Regions from separate parts of the Sus scrofa genome. Here region 1 is linked to region 2. A link is a contact called in public HiChIP or PLAC-seq data. All regions are on one chromosome and are shown on one strand. The core of a region is the stretch at or near the end of the contact, and the rest is flanking DNA. Distances in the headings are between cores, read along the strand shown. Region 1 holds the start of DPRX (divergent paired-related homeobox). Region 2 holds the start of LOC100626407 (cationic amino acid transporter 3).

What was found. HiChIP or PLAC-seq counts read pairs in DNA pulled down with a chosen protein or histone mark.
Region 1: an H3K27ac HiChIP or PLAC-seq map of alveolar macrophages shows a contact between it and region 2. The contact joins the promoter of DPRX here to the promoter of LOC100626407 in region 2. A contact is called at or near these places in 2 of 47 Hi-C or Micro-C datasets (adipocytes and alveolar macrophages) and 2 of 2 datasets of contacts at active chromatin or transcription factors (alveolar macrophages and skeletal muscle).

Annotation. Positions count from the first base shown.
Region 1 is chr6:56,566,947-56,569,748 of Sscrofa11.1, reverse strand. It overlaps DPRX (divergent paired-related homeobox), which reads left to right and starts at 1,392. Exons shown (of 3, transcript XM_013998736.2): 1 at 1,392-1,456. The coding sequence starts at 1,405.
Region 2 is chr6:56,527,509-56,530,683 of Sscrofa11.1, reverse strand. It overlaps LOC100626407 (cationic amino acid transporter 3), which reads right to left and starts at 1,815. Exons shown (of 13, transcript XM_013998732.2): 1 at 1,669-1,815. The coding sequence starts at 1,677. It also overlaps a transcript of LOC100626318 not described here.

The DNA.
Region 1 (2,802 bases), core at 143-2,642, 39 kb before region 2:
ATTCAGAGATGGTTTAAAACCACCACTAAGACACACATTCATTCATGTCATCTTCTTTTTCTCTCAGGCTTATCCTTGAGATGGGCTTTTTCAGACTTAGGTAGGCATGTCTGGGATATTTAATTTTAAAAGTCTAGATCCTAAAGTTCCCACTGTGGTGCAATGTGTTAAGAATCCGACTGCAGTGGCTCAGGTTGCTGCAGAGTTGTGGGTTTGATCCTCAGCCCAGCACAGGTGTGTCACAGGTTGCAGCTTTTTTTTTTTTTTTTTTTTTTTTTTTTTTGTATTTTTGTATTTTCTAGGACTGCACCCATGGCATATGGAGGTTCCCAGGCTAGGGGTCAAATCGGAGCTACAGCTGCTAGCCTACGCCAGAGCAACGCGGGATCTGAGCCACGTCTACGACCTCCACCAAAGCTTATTGCAAGCCTGCAACCTCATGGTTCCTAGTCAGATTCATTAACCACTGAGCCACGACAGGAACTCCCAAGTTGCAGCTTTGTCTTGGATTCAATCCCTGGCCCAGGAACTTCCATATGCCAAGGGTGAAGCCATAAAAATAGATGATAGATAGATAGATAGAAAATAGGTAGGTAGATAGATAAAAGATAATTAGACAAATGATAGATAGGTAGATAGACAGACAGACAGATAGATAGAGTTTAGGTCCTTCTGTTCCTCCCATTCAACAAGTAGTCAAATCTTGCACAGTGCCAGGCATGTTCCTGAGCCACAATGGTGAAAGTCAGGGCAAAGAGATTAAGCCATATTGGGTACTGGATCACCAGGGCTGCCTTAACTGTCAGCCCTGGTATCATTGGCTATAATCATTGGCTACAATCTTCATGGCTGTACATAACATCCACAGAACTTGTTAAGCTTAAAGCTGAAAGTGTGTACTCTTTGAGCAGTATGCAGAAGTTCTGCTTTTTTTTTTTTTGCTTTTTTTTTTTTTTTGGCTTTTGTCCTTTCAGGGCCACACCCGCAGCGTATGGAGGCTAGGGGTCAAATCGGAGCTGCAGCTCCCGGCCTACACTGCAGCCACAGCAGTGCCAGACACCCAACCCACTGAGCAAGGCCAGGGATCAAAACTGCATCCTCATGGATGCCAGTCGGATTCGTCAACTACTGAGCCACAATGGGAACTCTGGAAGCGCTGCATTTTAACAAGCTTCCAGGTAATGCCATAAGGCTGGTTTGTGGATTCCACCTTGAAAAGGAAAGCTAGTCTATACTCAATAAATACCATGTTAATGACAGATATGGGAAAAGATCCAGAAGGCTCAAGGATCAGATTAGTGGACTGGTGATGAAAGACTGGAGTGGGTGGGTCTAGGGTGTGGCTTCAAGAGAGGTATTTAAGTCTCTAGGCCACCTTGGCCGGTTCTGTCACTGGACCAGAGCATGGAAGCAGAGCTAGGTGACAGGATGTCAAACCCAGGGAACCTTTCAAAAGGTAAGCCAGGGCAGTGAGCATGGATGGAAAAGAGTGAGAAGTGGAGAGCAGCTGATAATGATGCTGTAGATGCTGCTTAGTAGCTGTCATCTGAAGCCAAACCCAATCAAAGGAAACCCCAAGTCTGGGTTTGAATTCCAAATCTTCTCCTTGCTAATTGTCATCATTCCTCTGCTTCTTGAGGGTGGGGGCTCTGGTCCTGTTAGGATGATTAAGTAATAGAATGTAGGCTCAACCAAGAAATCTGTTGGGATTTCTGGAAATTTGGAAAGCTCATCATTTTATGGAATATTTTTCTTGATTTCAGGGCTTGTGCTAAACCACTTCAGGCATTATCTGATTCAACCATTAAGATCTTTTGAAGTGGTAATGATTAGAAGTCTCTGTTTTACAGATTACATTGTTTACAATAAAATCTATGCATTTTAAGGGTTTGTTTGTTTTTCAAAAGAAAGTTTATTGAGATAAAAGCTGCTGCTAGTGCAACAAGGGACAACTTTCTGATAAATCAGGGAGAGATGACCCTGGCCCCATGTCCTGTCTCTGTTTTTATAACCCAGGAAGAGAGGAGAGGTCAGAGGTCTGCTGACCTGCTGATTGCTTGGGGAAAAATGGGTTCTTCAGATAAGCTTCCTGTTTGTTCCGGGGCCTGTATCTCCCCTATAGGAGGGAAGTGAGGAGAGGGCCACATGGCTTTCCTAACAGGGGTCAGGAAGGAGTGGGCCAGGTTGCTCAAGGTGGGGGCGGGGGCATTACAGTGAGATGGGTGGGGCGATAAAGGTTTGATAATTCTTGGGCAGAGGCTTTGAGTTCTAACTTTTTTTTTTAATATTACTCAATGAATTTAAGGGTTTTTTTTTTATTCCTTTAAAGAATCTTTTGATAATATTAAATAATGAAATTATAATGTAGTTAAATGTATTCATATTTAAGGGTTTGCTCAGTCTACATCTTAATTTCAAAATCCTGCCCCCCAGGTGTCATAAAGATATTTCCCAAAAACGTCCTCTAATAGTTTTAAGTTGTGGCTTTCTCGTTATGTCCCCAAGGTCTAATATTCCTAATGAACTTAATGCAGAGTTATCTTGGAGTTTGGGTTGCTTTGGTAAATGTCTCTTCTTTTTTTTTTTTTTTTTTTTCAATTTTATTTCTAGCTGAATATGGCTAGTAGAGGAAATAACCTTACCATCCACGCAGAATCAGTTTTAGGAGTTCCCACTGTGGGTGGGTTAAGAACCCAACTGCAGGGCCTCAAGCTGCTGGGGAGGTGCGGGATCAATCCCCAGCCCAGCACAGTGGGTTAAATGAACTGGCGTTGCCACAGCTGCAGCTCAGATTCAACCCCT
Region 2 (3,175 bases), core at 566-3,065:
TCACACCTCATGGCAACACCTGATCCTTAACCCACCAAGCAAAGCCAGGGACTGAACCCAAATCCTCATGGATCCTACTCAGGTTCGTTAACCACTGGGCCATGAAGGGAACACAAAGACAGCAATATCTGACCTGTGCTACCACCTGGAGGAAGCTTGAGGACATTGTGCCAAGTGACAGGAGCCTGGCACCAAAAGACAAATACTGTGTGTTTCCACCGCCATGAAGTACCCAAAGGAGTTAGATCCTTAGAGACACAAAGTCAAACGGAGCTGGGGTGAGGAGACAATGAGAAGCCCTTGTCCAATGGGGACACGGTTTCAGGTTTACAGCATGAAAAGCGTCTGGAGATTGGCTGCTCAGCAAATATGTAAACATACGTCAACTTAGTGACCTGCACACTTAAAACTGCTTAGCATGGGAGGCGGCCTCACCAGCACCTCTGCTAAAACTGGAATCTTGCAAAGAAGATTAGCATGGCCCCTGCAACAGGATGACACACAAAGTCATGAAGCATTCCATGGTCTTTACCTGAACCCCTTTGCCATATAGCAGAAATGATCAAAACACTGAAAATCAGCCATCATCGGGGATTCCCGTTGAGGTGCAGGGGAAACGAATCTGACTAACATCCATGAGGATGTGGGCTCCATCCCTGGCCTCGGCCTCGCTCAGTGGGTTAGGGATCTAGCATTGCTGTGAGCTTGGATCCTACGTTGCTGTGGCTGTGGTGTAGACCGGCAGCTGTAGTTTTGATTTGACCCCTAGTAGGGGAACTCCCATATGCCACACATGTGGCCCTAAAAAGCAAAAGAAAAAAAGAGAGAAAGGAAGAGAAAGAGAGCATGAGAGAGAAAGAAAGAGAAAGAAAGATCAACTACACATCCATAAAACTTTAAAATTTTAAAAATAGTTAAATGGATTTTGTTGTGTATTTTATCACCAATTTTAAAATTGCTGCCAATGATAAACAGCAGAGACAGCTTCACAGAGTTACTGGCTGTAACAAACACCAAGGGGATTTAATATAAATCACTACACAGTCATCCTTCACAGATACCAAATCCAGGATGCTGCCAAGTCCCTCATGTCATCCTTATATCTGCAGACACAGTGCGCCAGGTAGTAGACAGGAGCCTGAAGTCAGTGGTCCCCAGGTCATACACATTACATAAGGGCAATTTTTCCTGTTGTCAGAACACAAACCTAAACACTAGTCTTAGAGCCTCTGGACATGGATGTAATCTCCCCACCCCCACCTCTTCTCACACAAACCCTTAACCTGCCAGCCCCTTACGTTCTCGTGTGCAAAATGGGTCTTTCCACCCTCAGGCTGAGCCAGGCTGACCCAGCTGCACCCTGGAATGGCAGAGGTCTCTTTAGGAGTAGCCAAGGAGTTCTGCTGTGGCTCAGCAGCAATACACCCAACTGGTATCCATGAGGAGGCAAACTTGATCCCTGGTGTCACTCAGTGGGTTTAGGATCCAGCATCCCCATGGCTGTGGCATGAGGTCGGTAGTTGCAGTTCAGATTCCACCCCTAGCCTGGGAACTTCCCTATGCCGCGGGTGCGGCCCCAAAGAGACAACGACAACAACAAAAAAATATCCAGGAGTAGCTGAACCCAGCGCCCAGTCTCTGCCAGATGAAGGGTATACCAAGACTTACTGGATTCATGGAGCAGAGCCTGGAGCACTGGAACACGCAGGGAGGCGGAGGTTAAGCTGTGTGGCGCTGAAAAAAAGGAAATCTCCAAAAACGAAAGCAGGAAATTACTGAGCACAAAAGACAAGCTTAACCCTGGGTTGCAAGCAGGAAATTACTGAGCACAAAAGACAAGCTTAACCCTGGGTTGCTGGCATGATGGGGCGGGGGTGGGGTGGGGTGGGGTTGGGAGAGCGAGATCACCTGTAGTCTTAGAATCTGCCAGTGATTCTTCTGTGGTTACCCCTCAAGGCAAGGTTTTTTAGTTTTTGTTTGGTTTTTGGTGTCTTTTTGCCTTTTAGGCACCTTCAGCATATCAAAGTTTGAGGCCAGGAGTCTAATTGGAGCCAATGCCAGGGAGAGAGCTATTTATAAAAACTTTGACTTCATGGAGTGGCAAACCTTTGCTCTCCCCCTTCCTCCTGGGCACTGTCTGCCTCCTCTTTAAACCCTGGGTCCCCACCCCCTTCTCCTTGGTCTTGGGTAGCATATAAACTCCAAGTGTCTGACTGTCTTTGAGCCACAGAGTTTTTATGGGCCTCCTCTAGATACCAAACGACATTCGTCAATCTGTTAGGAAAATGTAATTATTCGACCAGGCAAAGAAATGTTTTCTGTCCCTTCAGAAACTAGAGCTGCTTGAGAGAGGATTAAGACGGCAGAAGAGAAGGACTGGAGCTCAACTTCTCTCCTAAAAAGAACAAAAGTCACACCTAAAGGCTGACCAATCTCCACCCAAATGGACTGGAAACCTTAAAAAAGACATCCTACTCCAGAAGAAAAAGAGGTAGGAGAGGTGATTACATGATATAAACAACCCCATACCTCCCAGGTGGGAAGCTCCACAGACTGGAAACTAACTGGTTCACAGAGACTCACCTACAGGAGTGAGAGTTCGGAGCCCCACATCAAACCCTCACGTGTGGGGATCTGGCACTGGGAGAAAGAGCCCTGGAGCATCTGGCATTGAAGGCCAGTGGGGCTTGTGACAGGAGCACCACAGGACTGGGGGAAATGGAGACCCCATTCTTAAAAGGCACACACAGACTTTCACGTGCACTGGGTCCCAGGGCAGAGCAAGGTCTCCATAGGCATCTGGGTCAATGCTGACTGCAGTTCTTGGAGGACATCCTGGGAAAACAGGGGTGAATGTGGCTTGTTGTGAGGAAGGCATTGGAAGCAAAGCTCTCGGAATATTCAGCAGCAGTGCCTTTCTCTGGAGGTGGCCATTTTAGGAAAATCTGGCCCCACCCATCAGTGCTGAGAAGCCCCAGGGCAAACAACAATCCAGGTGGGGTCACAGCCCCATCCCTCACTAAACAGGCCACCTCAAGACCCCTCAGGCACACAGTTGCCTCTAGCCCCATCCAGAGACTAAGCCCCACCCACCAGAGGGATTAGAATCAGCTCCACCTACCAGTGGGCAGGCATCAGTACTTCCCATCAGGAAGCCTACAGCAAGCCCCTGTAC